Linked DNA regions of Mus musculus: regions 1 and 3 are each linked to region 2. A link is a contact called in public Hi-C and promoter capture Hi-C data. All regions are on one chromosome and are shown on one strand. Each heading gives the region's core, a stretch centred on a gene start, on an enhancer-like site or on the middle of the called end of the contact. The rest is flanking DNA. Distances are from core to core; before and after follow the strand shown. Region 1 holds the start of 1700018B08Rik (RIKEN cDNA 1700018B08 gene). Region 2 holds the start of Jph3 (junctophilin 3). Region 3 overlaps Car5a (carbonic anhydrase 5a, mitochondrial).

What was found. A called contact is a pair of places that touch in the nucleus more often than the background predicts. Capture Hi-C pulls out chosen DNA fragments and counts their contacts.
Region 1: a promoter capture Hi-C map of liver shows a contact between it and region 2. The contact joins the promoter of 1700018B08Rik here to the promoter of Jph3 in region 2. A contact is called at or near these places in 15 of 39 promoter capture datasets (the 3T3-L1 cell line, 3T3-L1-derived adipocytes, the HPC-7 cell line and 7 more), 8 of 484 Hi-C or Micro-C datasets (the Ba/F3 cell line, the G1E-ER4 cell line, embryonic stem cells and 1 more) and 3 of 9 other capture datasets (embryonic stem cells, liver and pancreatic islet).
Region 3: a contact with region 2 is called in a Hi-C map of the N1E-115 cell line, with 4 times the contacts expected there. The contact joins the enhancer-like site here to the promoter of Jph3 in region 2. A contact is called at or near these places in 1 of 39 promoter capture datasets (cranial neural crest), 21 of 484 Hi-C or Micro-C datasets (B cells, the BV-2 cell line, the N1E-115 cell line and 14 more), 1 of 115 datasets of contacts at active chromatin or transcription factors (stem cell-derived neural progenitor cells) and 2 of 9 other capture datasets (embryonic stem cells and liver).

What each region holds. Positions count from the first base shown.
Region 1 is chr8:121,541,657-121,546,419 of GRCm38.p6, reverse strand. 1700018B08Rik (RIKEN cDNA 1700018B08 gene) reads left to right here and starts at 2,092. Exons shown (of 9, transcript NM_001382232.1): 1 at 2,092-2,129; 2 at 2,264-2,416; 3 at 4,199-4,250. The coding sequence starts at 2,383. 1700030M09Rik (RIKEN cDNA 1700030M09 gene) reads right to left here and starts at 2,032. Exons shown (of 3, transcript NR_045903.1): 1 at 1,698-2,032; 2 at 1,063-1,153.
Region 2 is chr8:121,727,782-121,732,500 of GRCm38.p6, reverse strand. Jph3 (junctophilin 3) reads right to left here and starts at 1,942. Exons shown (of 5, transcript NM_020605.3): 1 at 1,497-1,942. The coding sequence starts at 1,878. It overlaps Gm46065 (predicted gene, 46065), which reads left to right and starts at 2,024. Exons shown (of 3, transcript NR_165833.1): 1 at 2,024-2,704.
Region 3 is chr8:121,923,428-121,927,871 of GRCm38.p6, reverse strand. Car5a (carbonic anhydrase 5a, mitochondrial) reads left to right here. Exons shown (of 7, transcript NM_007608.2): 3 at 671-789; 4 at 4,010-4,105; 5 at 4,255-4,317. Among named protein-coding and RNA genes, the nearest start is that of BC048644, 18 kb to the right of the region's middle. Within about 2 kb of position 1,826, at least 13 of the 459 cell types and tissues checked have an H3K27ac peak or open chromatin away from gene starts, as enhancers often do. A contact at or near this core is called in the N1E-115 cell line and bone marrow-derived macrophages, where this site is marked.

The DNA of each region.
Region 1 (4,763 bases), core at 843-3,342, 190 kb after region 2:
CTGTTTCCATAGGGAATATACACTCACATACATCACACACACATCACACACTCATACACACACATCACACACTTATACACACATACATGTATCACACACATATCATACACGCATATCACACACACATCACACACACATATCACACATATTACACATCATATATACATCACACTCACACATCATATATACACATCACAATACTCATACACTTACACACACACACACACACGAGAGAGAGACCAAGTCTCTCTAACTAGATGAGTCTGGCTTGAAGCTCCTGCTCCTGTCACTTCAGACTCTCAGGTCTTGGAATCACAACGAGCTGGTCCCACCACACCTGCACATCCTACTCGAATCTAACAGTACACACTGTTAACTGTCTATGTGATTTATCCTGCAGACTTGGGCTTCTCACTTACAGCCGTCTGTCCCATGGCGGTCGTTTCCCTGCTGAGTCTATGTAACTGCCCGTGTCGGGGTTCCCCCGTCCCGCAGCACCTGTCAGTCACACTCCTGCACGGCTCACTGGCTGACTAGTATTCTGGGGGTGGGTGTACCTCAAGCTTCTCCTGCTATGAGATCTTGGGTTATTTGCAGTTGGGCATCCTGTGAATAGCTCTACACACCCTGGCATATCGTTTGTGTGGGTAGGGTCTTCAGAGTACAGCGAGGCACTGTGGGGGGGGGGGGGAGTCACAGCCTCCAGAACCTGCCCAGGGCTGGAGAGATGACTCACTGGTTATGAGCACTACCTGCTCTTGCAGAGGACTTGGGTTTTGTATCCAGAATCCATATGACAGCTCACAGCCATCTTATAACTCCAGTTCCAGGGGCTTCTGTGCCTTCTTCTGGCACTGTGGGTGCCGTGTGGATGTGCCACACTAACATATATTCAGGCAAACACACATACACAGAAATACTTCAACAACAACAAAAACCAACCCTGCTTCGATCTGACAGTGGCTGCACCATCTTGCTTTCCCTCCCGCACAGGAAGGAGCATGTCCTCGAAGCTCCTCACTGTCCCCGCCATCCCTCCTTACAGGCCACAGTGGTGCCCACCTCTTAATGGCCAGGGTGGCCTCTTTCTGTATGCACACTGGGATGGTGGCCATGTACGACGGGATGTTTGTTCAAGGTCTCTGCACTGTCCCTGTAGAAGATGCCAGTGGAGAAGTGTGGGAAGGAGAAAGGACACAAGGAGCCACCTGAGTAGGGAACACCTGGGCTGGAGACTGGGGAGGAGTCCACATGGGCTAGTGGCTGGCTGGAGCTAGGCATAGCCCTGCCGTTCTGCGGAGAATGGCTGGTGACAGGCAGAACATTTCGGGCTGAGGGGACAGGAGGCTTCATAGAGGGAGCACATGGCACCGTGGAGCAGCAAGGAGCACCGTCGGGGAAGGAGGCTGAGCTGTAGAGTTGGATGGAGTCTCTCGTGTGTGGCTCTTCAGCGTTATCTACTGCCCCAGGAGCCGTGATAAGGATTGTGGCTCCCTGAGCGTCACAGAAGCCCCCGAAGGGGCTGAGGATATACCTGGATTGCCTTGCTAAGAATGGCCTCCAGGTTGCTAAGATAGCTGCAGTGAGGCCTGCAGATATAGTTTCCTGGCTGTCTAGGTGTGGATGAGGAGCTAGAGAGGGTCAGATGTGGGGCAGAGCTGAGAGAACAGCTGGGGGTTGGGTCTGACTCCACTTGCCTGTGCCCCAGTGAGGCCATGATGCAGCCGATTGCTGCCTGGGGTGGGGGGGCACCAGTCTGTGGCTGATCTCTGGAGCTTGCTGCGTGGAGCTGCTGGATCACTCTGGACACCAGGTCTGGACAGCTGCTCCGGGCTCAACGAAGCATTCTCTGGAGTCCTGTGCTAGGTGGGCCTTTTGAAGACAACCACTCAGAAAGTTTCCACTGAGCCTTCCGCACCCGGAGCCCGGGAGACCTCGTTTCTGTCCACGCCTGCAGCTTCTGGGCCTATGCTGCCCTTCTGGAGCCAGGAGGGGGACAAGGGCTGCCTGAGAGGAATGGCTTGTCCCCGTCATCACTGTGGAGCCTCTGTTCCCAGCATTCCATAGTTCCATTGGAAGGCTGGCTTCCACGGAGTACCATGGTTGTGGGGGACACAGACGGTGCACAGGCAAGTAGGTGGCTGCCTCTCCCACACACTTCAAGGGAGCCCTAGGACCATGGGGAGCAGGCTGACAGGCGTCTGGGGAGTAGCAAGTTATTAGAACCCGTGTGGGCCTCTTCCCTTTCCCGCTCTGATGATAGTGAGGATGATGGTGGTGATGCTGTGTCCCACAGCACACTGGAGGGCAGAGTGAAGAAAGACCAGTCACAACCACTGAAAGAACTGGGACGTGTCACCACTGGAGACAGGGAACAAAGGGATGGCCATGATACCAGCGACCCCAGGAGGAAAAGGTAATGGCCAAGCTGGCTGAGCTGACAGAGTGTCAACCCCCGGGAAGCTCACAATACCACAGTAGGGCAAGACGCTAAGAGCCCTGTAGCAAGGGCACGAGACAAGACATGTAACTGACTCTAGTCGGAGGTGCTGGGGTGACCTTGTCTTAGAACCCTCCAACGTCCAGCCTGACAGACCTGGGAAGTGTCCGCAGGAGGAGGGAATATATGTAGTCTGGTCTATCCTGGAACCAGGCTGGCCTCCAACTCTAAGAGATCCACCTGCTTCTGCCTCTCTGAGTATTGGGACTAAAGGCATATACTGCCCCTGCCTGCCTGATTTTTATTTTATATAATTTTAAAAAGATTTATGTATATGAGTATACTGTCGATGTCTTCAGACCCACCAGAAGAGGGCGTCAGATCGCATGACAGATGGCTGTGAGCCACCAAGTGGTTGCTGGGAATTGAACTCAGGACGTCTGGAAGAGCAGGCAGTGCTCTTAACCCCTGAGCCATCTCTCCAGACCCTTATTTTTTCATCTTGTTTTATTTTATTTTATTTTTGCATTTTGAGTCAGGGTTCCTCAGTAGTCTAGGCTGGCCTGGAAGTCTTGACATCCGTCATGCTCTCAAATGGTCTTCAGGCTCCAGGCTCAGCCTCCTGAATAGCTGGGATCCTCTTTCCTGCAGCTTCGACACCTCAGCTGTGGGCTTGCTGTGCTTTCTAGAATGGCTATGGCAGCCATTCTTCTTTCTCTGTATCCACGGGTGTTTCTTTTTGCTGAGTTGTTTCTTGTTGTTTACTAGCAGGGGCCCGGCACCCCGCTGCACCAGCCGCTACCACAGTGCCTGCCCCAGCCCACCAGGTCTCTGGGCTGTTGCCAGCTGTGGACTGTCGGTCTGTGGCGCGAAGCCGAGGGACTGTGGGGGAGGGGAAGGACCCCTTTGGTGGGTGTTGACTGTCCGCGGGGTGCTGGGAAGAACTTGAGATCCTCTAGGGGCAGACCCCCAAGACAGGAATCCAAAGTCGTCACAGGGACTCAGGAAACAGATGAGAAGGTCGGCCAAGGGGCGGACCCCAGAGTCATGGGGTGGTTTTAGGGATGTGCTCTGGAGTGGTTGCCATGGCAGCACGGAGGCAGGGGCAGGTATCCACACCCCCCATCCTCTGCTAAGGGCAGCCCCTGGAGGGAGCCAAAGTCTGTTCCCTTCACCAGTCCAGGTGGCAGCTTTGTTCCCTCGGTATTTAACTTTGGCAGTTCTATGTAAATTGTGGATTTTAACCCCTGCCTGAAGTATGACTGGATTTTCTCCCGTAACAGCTGTGGGCTGTTTCGGAACAGGCAGTTGAGATGTAAGGGAGTACTCGCCTTCCACTATGTGGGTCCCGGGATCGAACTCAGGTTGTCAGGCTTGGCAGCAGGAGCACTCTCCTGCTAAGCCATCTCACGGGTCCCAAACGCTAAGTCTGGTCTGACCAAAGCCCTGGATGGCAACATTTCTTTTAAGTTACAATTCATGCACGTCTGACCGGCGCGCACATGCGAAGCCCAGGTTCTCCAAGCTGTCACCGTATTTGATAACAAACGGCTTTGAGTAGAGGTGTGTCTCTGATGGTATCTGGGATGCACAGAGTGAATGTATCTGACAGGCTGTGAAGTTCTGGTCCACCAAGCTGTTACTCTACTTGATAACACATGGCTTTGGGGATCCCTGGTGGTATCTGCGACCCAAAGAGGAATTTAGCCCATGGGGACCCCCTTTGGTCCGGTCCTACCTCCCTCTGTCTCTTTACAGGGGATCGGGACCGGGTAGTCCTACGCGCGCACAGATCCATCCACAGAAAATGGTGAGTGTCTTCGGGCTGGTCTCCATGTCCACCCAGGCGACGAGAGGATATGGAGCTCGAGCCAAATGTCCTCTCTGTCCCACTGCTCCCATGAGCCACCTGCGAGTAGCCAATCAGCTGTCAGCTCAGTGCACACCCGAATACGACAGCTCCCGATTGGCTGATCGAGGGCCAATCAGCAGGTCGAGCGGGAAGCTGTTGAGAAGCAGCGCAACCCTCTGGCTTTAGTGAGGACCTTGGAGGCTCTGGTCCGACTGGCTGTATAGCACATGCCCAACACAGTGCATCATGACAGATCAGGTCAGCCCAGAGTCCACACGGGTGACCTCGGAGCTCACCTGTGAGTGCCGGGAGCCCCGAGGCTGCCCAGTCCAGCGGTAGCGCAGTGGCGACCTACTCTTTCCAACCTTGGAAATGTCAGGAGCAGGCCTTCAGGCATGGCTGTATCCAGGTGTGCACGGACTATGGTCCCGGATGTTTCCCCCCCCCCCCCCGGCCCTCTCCTTTCCTTTG
Region 2 (4,719 bases), core at 693-3,192:
CCCTTGCCTGCTAAGGATCCCTGCTGGGAGCACCAGGCTGCTGGACCACCCGCTGTGGTCACCCACACCTGCTGCAAGGACCTAATCAAGAGTGCATGTGTGAGTATGTGACTACACGTGTACACACACACATACACACACATGAGGCCTGGAACCTCGGAGGGCCTTAATGCCCCAGGGTCAGGGAAACTCTCCAGCCCCATCCAAGAAAACAACAGTACAGGAAAGGCCTCCTGGGACCAGGGCTGGGCAAGGCGCAGACAGGCAGGAGCATTATATAATTAACTGCCCAGACTCCGCCTCCTCTTCGGGTAATAACGAACCCTGTCTTTCAGTTGCATAAGCCAAAATAATAATTACTTTCCAGCCCTCATCACTCCTAGATGTGGCCAGGAGCAGGTGCTGGCTTCAGGCAAGAAAACACACAGAGGCTCGGTAGAGCTCTCCATCTCCCCGCAGAAGCCCAAGTCATTGCTGCGGCTCCTCCGCTCCCTTCCCAGGCATCCGTGCAGAAAAGCCCGATGCCGCCCAGGCCCAGAGGGAGGCAAGAGAACAGCCTCTTGGGATAAGCGCCCCGAGGGGGAGGGGACCTACAGGCAGAGTCTGCTTTAGGGTCTGACTTCCAGGACCTAAAACTATTCCCGAGGTCTCAGCGCTGCTGAGGAGTGGTGACATTGGAGTGAAGGCTGCCAAGCCAACCGGGACTTCTGAACAGAAACCATCACACTGGTAGTTGCCTGGCTTCCGGCACCGGCTCTGCCCTGACTGTGGTGGCATCTTACACTGGAGGCGCAGAGCGATTCCCTAAACTAAAGGTGAAAATGATTCAGCCACTGAATGGCCAGATTCCTGGGCTCCCGCTAAACAGATGGGCCTCCTCCCTCCCTCCCTTCAGCAGCCTGCTTCGACAGCCTGTGTCCAACCACCTAGAAGTTTATTGCCTTGCTGTTTGGTTTGGTCGGCATCCCCCGCCTCTGGCGCTCCCAGCGCTCCCTCTCCATTGGCCTGGGTTGCTTTAGGACTGAGGGAGGCCCTGGGCACCGCAGGAAAACAAGAAACCAACGAGGGTCTGACTCTGGGGATACCAGGAAGGCAATGCCAAAAGAGGGGAAGGGTCTACCTCCAGCCCCCTCCAGCCTTGGCAGGTCCCAGAGGTGGCGGAGGACCCGGCCTGGCCTTCTGGCAGGTGCAGATCTCTGGCCTGCTCCTCAGGATATGCTGAGACTTTGGCTCGGCTGCTGCGGCAGGGGCCGGGCCCTGCTGCTGGAGAGCCCCCAACCCTTCCTTGGGTTGGCATGGGCCACTGTCCCCATCAAGCGTGGGGCAACCTGTGGCCAGGGGCCCGCTGAGGCCTCCTGGGAATCTAGGAGATGCCCCAGGAGCCCACAGCCCAACTGGAAGGCGAGGCTCAACTTCCCGGGAGATAAACAGAAGGAGAAAGAGGGGGACGGTCCTCATTCCTCCCCCCGCCCCCGCCGCCTGCCGCCCGCACCTACCTCCATCCGAGTAGGTCTCCGTGCCGTAGCCATCCTGCAGTCCGTTGCTCCAGGTCCCTTCGTATTTGGCTCCGTTGCCCGTGCACTCCCGCACCCCGTAGCGCCCCTTAAATCCGTGCGTCCACTCGCCCTTGTACACCCACTTCCCCTTGCTCTCCAGGCCGATGCCGTGGCGCTTGCCCTGCGCCCAGGTGCCTTGGTACGTGTTGCCGCTTGGCCAGGTGTAGACGCCCAGCACCTCAAAGCCGTGGCTCCACGAGCCGGTGTATTCGCCCTGGCCCTTCGGGCCGGTGCAGACGCCATGGCCGTGCGCCTTGCCGTCCTCCCAGCCTCCGCAGTAGGACCCTCCATCGTCAAAATTAAACCTACCCCCACTGGACATGCATGTAACGCGGTTTGCGAATCCCGCAAGCGGTGAAAAAAAAAAAAAAAAAAAAAAAAAAAGAAACAAGGCGATCAACAAACCGGAGTCTTGGTTGGCTGGCTGGCTTTTTGTTGCGATGCTCTTTTCGGGGGGGTGGGGGGGGGGAGGACGAAGCACGCCCGCGACCCCGCGCGCGGACCGGCGGCGGCGTCTAGGTCCGCCAGCGGCGATTGTTCATTTTCGAGCTGCGCCGGAGCCTGACCAGCGTCTCGCGCTCCCGCTGGAGACAGGACCGGGAGGAGGCGGGGGAGGGGCGGCGCAGGGCGGGGGAGCGGCTGGTGCCCGCGGCTCCACCTCGCCGCCAGGGCCCCTCGCCGCGCGCCCCGGGAGCGGGAGGGCGCGGGGCGCGGCTCAGGCCCGGGCGGCGGGGCCCGCGGGCGGCGGCGCGCGCGGCTGCACCGATCCCGGCCGGACCGGGCAGCGGCACTGCGGCGGCGGCTTGCGCTCCGAGCCCCGGCAAGCGCGCGGCCGCCTGGAGAGGGGCGCTGGCGGGCGCGCGCGCGCGCACGCGAGGACCCCGGGGCGCCCTGCCCCTCCCCTGGCCCGGGGTCCGGCCGGCGCGCCCCAGTCTCCGCTGCCAGGGGCTGGGATTTAAAGGGACAGGAACTGCGTAACGGGAAGGAACCGGGCACCGCGAGCGCACGCCGCGGTGGGGAGCCGGGAGGAGGCGCGGGCGCCGCAGGCAATCGAGGGCCGCGCGGTCCCCACCCCGCTACCTCCGGGGACACCCGCACCGCGGCCCGTGCGGGCCACGACTTGACTGAGAGGCTCCTGCCAACCACAGGTGGTTTCTCCCTGTGACACACTCTCTCCTCCTTCTTTCAGGGCCGCTGGGGGGTCCCCGGGGAGGCGCTCACCTTCGAAAACACACCTTTAGCGAATAGCGTTTAGCCCCTCTAAAAATTAATAGAAAGTTGGGTCACACGTTTGCATCTTGGAGCAAAGCCACCCCAATCCCGTGGGCCTTGCGCCCTGGCCAACAGGTATCCCCCCCACTCCAGAAGCTGTCGCTCTTTGGGGTTACCACTCCGCGGTTACTAGGTCTCTCTCTCTCCCTCTCTCTCTCTCTCTCTCTCTCTCTGTCTCTCTCTGTCTCTCTCTCTCTCTCTCATTACCCACCCCCACCAAGAGATGCTAGCATCATGGGACTAATTGAAAATGCATTTCCTGGACCATCAATCCGAAGACAGGAGCCCACATCCCCTGCCCTCCCGGACTGCATGCAGGGAATGGCAGCGGGCATTGCAGTGGGCTGAGGAGGAGGGGGTCTGCATGGCTTCACAGTTGCACAGGGTTGGGGTTAGTGGGGGTTGGTGGTGACAAGAGACCCAGTAAGCCCCGGTGGTGGGGAGTCCCTGACTGGGAGCAAAAGAGGTGCATGGTGGCACCTGCAGCCAGCCGGGGTCATCGGGGCGCTTCCAGAACCCCAGATCTCAACCCCAACCCCAACTCCTTGTCTTAAGCACAACAACCTCTCCTTAAGGCCCACCAGTCAGATGGTGGCATCCTCTTTTCTCCCCAAAGGCTTTGAGAAGCTGTCAGTTCCTGTTCTGTATCCGAGGTTTCCAGCCACTCTGGTCCTTGAGTCAGGGTTTGCCTTCAAATGGCCTATGGTGGACTTCAGGGTGCATCACATCTTGGACTTGATTGGAAGTTAGCATGCATAGCCCACCATCACCAAGCAGACACACATCAGCCTGCCGTATACCTGGAGGGCAGAAAATCTCCAATCTCCCAGACTTTGTTTCTGTGTGTTCCAATGTGTTAATGGACTATGAGCCAGTGGGATGAGTCTGTTAGCTTATTACGAGGATGTGGTCAAGTGGGCCACAGACTCATCTTCTATAGGCTGGGCTTCACATCCTGATTCCAGGCTGTGTGGCTTTGGGTAGCCACTTCATGTCTCTGTGCTCAGTTGCCTGACCTGTAAAATGGGACTAACAGTTCTAGTTGAGTCCCAGTGAGAATCCAAGGACCAGGTATCCAGCATCCAGTGAGGGTGAGGGAGTAGGACTGTCACTGGGATCGTGATGGGGAGGCTGAGCTCTCAACCTGCCACTCCTTCCCCTACACTGTAGGGATAAACCATGCCTGGCAACACACTGTGTCTTCCATTTTATTTCCTGCCCCCCTTTTGCTGACTCTGCAGCCCTTGCTCACACAGCACTGCATGGCAAATACATTCCCTCTGGTAAGTGATGCTGGTCTCCAGCCAGATACTGGGTACTGCTACCCCCAACCACACATGCCTTTTGCTCTCTGCCATTCTGCCCACCCTCCCCTGAACCCCACCTCTCATCTCCCACTGCCAGGGTCACTCAGGCCGTGTGACTTGCTCTGGTCTCTGGAGCAAAGACATTTGAGGCGTGTTTGTGCAGTTTGGAACCGTTTGCCCCATAAAGTAGGGCTGGAGGTATTGATTGCATTTCAGAGGAATTTTGCCAGAGTGATTTAAACACAGTACCACCCAGCAACTTAAAACAAGAGCCAAGGAAGAGGCAAAGCTGCCCTCGCAAGCAGGGTTCTGCAGCCTCTCACTGGGGATGAAACCAGAGCCTTGTGTGCTCATGTGCTAGGCAAGCGCTCTACCACTGAGCTGCAGCCTCAATCCTCCCGCCTCAGTCCTCCATGAACTCTCTGGGTGCTGAGCTTGGCTGGAAACCTGGCCTCGGTGACCTCAGGTGGAATCACAGGCTCTCCTTGTCTAGAAGATCGCCTGGCCCCTCTGGATAAAGAGCTTTGCTAATGAGAAAATAGTAACAGTTGAGGTCCCAGGTTCTATATCTCTTTGTTGTTTGC
Region 3 (4,444 bases), core at 577-3,076, 200 kb before region 2:
AAGACTGACTTCCAGGCAGTTAGGATGAGGGCTTTAAAGTCCATACCCACAGTGACACACCCACTCCAACAAGGACACACTCACTCCAACAAGGACACACCTTCTAATAGTGCCACTTCCTGGGCCAAGCATACACAGACCATCACAGTCAAGGGGATCAGAAATTCAAAGCCATCCTTGGTTACAAACAGAATCCATTGCCAGCTTGAGCCACATGAGACGCTTTCTCAGAAGAAAAGAAACTCTTTGGAACTCCTTGTAGGATTAGCACACATCTCAGAAATCATCCTGTGTCTCTGTGTAGTCACATGTAGAGACTCGAGGTTCTTACCGCCATCTAGTGACTGTGCTCGGAGTTGGCCTTCCGCTATCCTAGACCTTAGTGTGAACCTGCTGTGGTAGGCTCTGCTCTAGGACTGAGGTGGCCATACCCTGGCCGGGCTCACCTTTCATGGACCTCCCTGGGTTTTGCAGCACAGCGATCGGGGTGTGTGTGTGTGTGTGTGTGTGTGTGTAGAAGGTTGCCCCCATCACACACAGATACACACAGACACACACAGACACACACACACACACACACACACACACACAGACACACACACACACACACGGAGACAGTGCTGGGCCTACTCAGTAGTCCAGGTTCATGTGTCTCTTCTCTTGCTTGCAGGGATCAGCGGTGGGCCTCTGGGAAACCACTACAGGCTGAAGCAGTTTCATTTCCACTGGGGAGCAACAGATGAATGGGGCTCAGAGCACGCAGTGGACGGCCATACCTACCCAGCTGAGGTTCGTAAACACTGTGAGACAACACACGATTGGGTGCTTTCAATCTCAGTCCGACTACAGGGTGACTAGACCTCACTGTCGCCTTACACACACACACACACACACACACACACACACACACACACTTACAAAGTGCCCAAAAGCAGCTGAACCCACTTAATTATCGCTGCTTTATATGGTGAAGTGGAAGGGGGTGCCTCTGTGGGCCCAGGCTGAAACACCCCCTTCCCCTTGAGGTACCAGCCACACGATGAAAATAGTACCTCGGATATAGTATGAATAGAGTTTATTTAGGGTATGGGGAGGGCAATTGAGGGGGTAGAGACAGAGAACGGCAGAGAGAGAGGAGAGAGGGGGAGGGGATAGGGGAGAAAAGGGACAGAGAGGCTAAGAGAGTAAGAGATTAAGAGGGTAAGAGAGTGAGAGAGAGGAGGGACAAATAGCCCCCCCTTTTTAAAAAGAGTTATGTATTTAGTTTATGTATGTGAGTACATTGTAGCTGTCTTCATGCATACCAGAAGAGAGCATCGGATTCCATTACAGATGTTTGTGAGCCACCGTGTGGTTGCTGGATCTCTGGAAGAGCAGTCAGTGCTCTTAATCACTGAGCCATCTCTCCAGCCCAAAACAGCCTCTTTTATAGTGAGTCAGGCATACCTGGCTGCTGCCAGGCAACTGTGGAGCGGAGCCTAGAAGAAATGCTAACACAGGTGACCACCAAAAATAAATCAAAGAAGCTGAGGCGATGTCTGGAGACCTCTGGGCACGACATCACCGACATTTTCCAACAGAATGGAAAATGGAAGCCGGGCGTGGTGGTGCACACCTTTAATCCCAGCACTAGGGAAGCAGAGGCAGGCAGATTTCTGAGTTCGAGGCCAGCCTGGTCTACAAAGTGAGTTCCAGGATAGCCAGAGCTATACAGAGAAACCCTGTCTCAAAAAAACAGAAAAAAAATGAAAGGAAGAAAGAAAAAAGGAAAAAGAAAAATGGAGCGTCCGTGTGGTGATAAACCATAAGGTTACTACCTCAGCTCTCAAATTGCCGGATTGCCATAATTACCTTGTCACTCCCATCTCTGCCCCCTCCTCTTCTCACCCTCTGCCTTCCACCCCCAACAATTGGATGTACACTCAATATTTTGGCTCTCATCGATCTCTGGTTGGAGACGTGAACCAGAGTCTAGCTAAAGCCACAGATGGGAGTCCAGTGGTTGTTGTTCATTCGGAAGTGATACGTGTGGCCACTAGAGGGCGCACAGCGTCTATCCTCAGCTAGTGGCAATCAAAGTTCTTGTGAGCAGACCCTGGTCCCTGAAGATTCATGGTTAGGCACAATTGAGAATGCCTCTACCCCAGCTTTTGTGCTTAGGGGAAACTTGTGCCCTGTGCTGTATCCAAGGAGCCCCGGAACTCCCTCTGACAAAGCCGTCATATTTGCACGGAACCCACGCACATCCTTCTATGTAGCCATCCTCAGCTCTAACATAGAGGACTCAGATATACATAAAATAAATCTTTTTTTTTCTTTTTTTCCTTTTCTTTTTTTCTTTTTGTTTGTTTTTTCGAGACAGGGTTTCTCTGTGTAGCCCTGGCTAACCTGGAACTCACTTTGTAGACCAGACTGGCCTCGAACTCAGAAATCCGCCTGCCTCTGCCTCCCAAGTGCTGGGATCAAAGGCGTGCGCCACCACGCCAGGCTCATAAAATAAATCTTAAGAGAGAGACAGAGACACTAACATACTATGAGTCCAACTTGAATAGTTGTTGCTATTTATTTCATTTCAAGAAGAACACTGGGGGCTGGAGAGGTAGCTTAGTGGTTAAGAGCACTGACTGCCCTTTCGAAGGTCCTGAGTTCAAATCCCAGCAACCACATGGTGGCTCACAACCATCCATAATGAGATCTGATTCCCTCTTCTAGGGTGTCTGAAGACAGCTACAGTGTATTTACATAATATAGTAAATAAATAAATCTGTAAAGAAAAAGAAAAACACTGACGTAATATTTTTATTCCAAATAGATACAAAATCCTTGGGTGGGAAGATAGAGTGCCCCCTGGCTGACACAGAGGCCTTCTTGCTGCCTTATGAAGGACTCTGCTTTATTTCTTCCCGTTGTGAATTCCCCCAGTGCCTCACAAGGCATGTAAGGTCTACAACCTTACATGCAAGAAATAGAAGGGTTACAAAATAAAGACAGGGCAGAGTCCAGGGTCAGACGCCAGGTATGATGTTCGGGGACTTACCTCTCTGAGAAACTGCTCAGTGCTGACAGTCCAGCGTCTTATCTGGTGACCCTTGTTCCAAGTGACATGTCGGTACAGATGATCAAACTACTCACTTCTGTCTTGACAACTCAAAACACTTTTTTTCTCTCTCTTTTTTTTTCATTTTTCATTTTTTTCTCATTTTGGAAATGCTCTTGAACTTGCTGGGGATTGAACACAGGCCAATGTTTTATTATTGTTGTTGTTGATGTTATTAAAGATTTGTTTTATGGTTGAGTGCTCTATCTGCACGTACACCTGTGTGACATAAAAGGGCATCAGATCTCATCACAGATGGTTGGGAGCCACCATGGGGTTACTGGGAATTGAACTCAGGACCTCTGGAAGAGCAGTCAGTGCTCTTAACCACTCAGCCATCTCTCCAGCCCCCAGGCCAGTATTCTTAACTGCACACTTCCTCCAACAAGCCCACCCTCTTAAACTTCCTTAAACAGTGCCTCCCCCACCCCTACTGGAGACCAAATGTTCAAATACACAAGTTCATGGTGGACAGTCTCATTCAAGCCACCGCAACCCTTACGGAGTGTATGCAGACGGGAACACGCCCTGGTGGAGGCCCGGACTGTGTACGTGGAGAAAGTGGGTAAAAGGAAGCTTGCATACAATGCTTGCCTCTTCTGACTGTGGACGTGATGTGACGAGTGGCCTCAGGCTCCTGCTGCCTTGAGTTGCCCGCCATAATAAACGGTACCTTTGAACCGTGAGCTAAAATAAACCCTTTCTCCTTCCGGTTGTCTTTGTCTGGGTGTAGTGTCACAGCGGCAGGAAGGGAAAGTAAAGCAAGAGTCTTCTCCCTCTCTTCCGGCCACCAGCACTTTGAGTACGCATGTGACAATGGCGTGACCCATGGGTGTGCCGGACGGAGAGTGGCGTGGCTGCTGTTTCTGCTGCACTGCGCTGTGTTAACATTCTCTTTCTACCCTGTTTCAGCTCCATCTGGTTCACTGGAATTCCACGAAATATGAAAATTACAAGAAAGCCTCCGTGGGGGAGAACGGGCTGGCGGTCATCGGCGTGTTTCTGAAGGTAGCGTCTGCTGGGCGGCCACGCCTCTCGCACTGAGAATGGCGGGTCCGGTCATCAACAATGGCCTTTCGCACACTGCCCCTCTTGCGAGCACAGTGTGTTTCCATTGTCTGCTGCCCAGGCTAACACTCTGTGTCTGTGGTACACAGCTCGGGGCGCATCACCAGGCCCTGCAGAAGCTGGTGGATGTCTTGCCGGAAGTAAGACACAAGGTAAGAATCGTGAAACCAGCACAGTTGGGCACCCCAGTTGCCAGAGCAACGACTCACTCAGGAAAATTCAAAGAGTTTGGCAGAGGCTGTGGGGTTCTGGTTCTGGGAAGAGAAGGTAAGGGCCAGT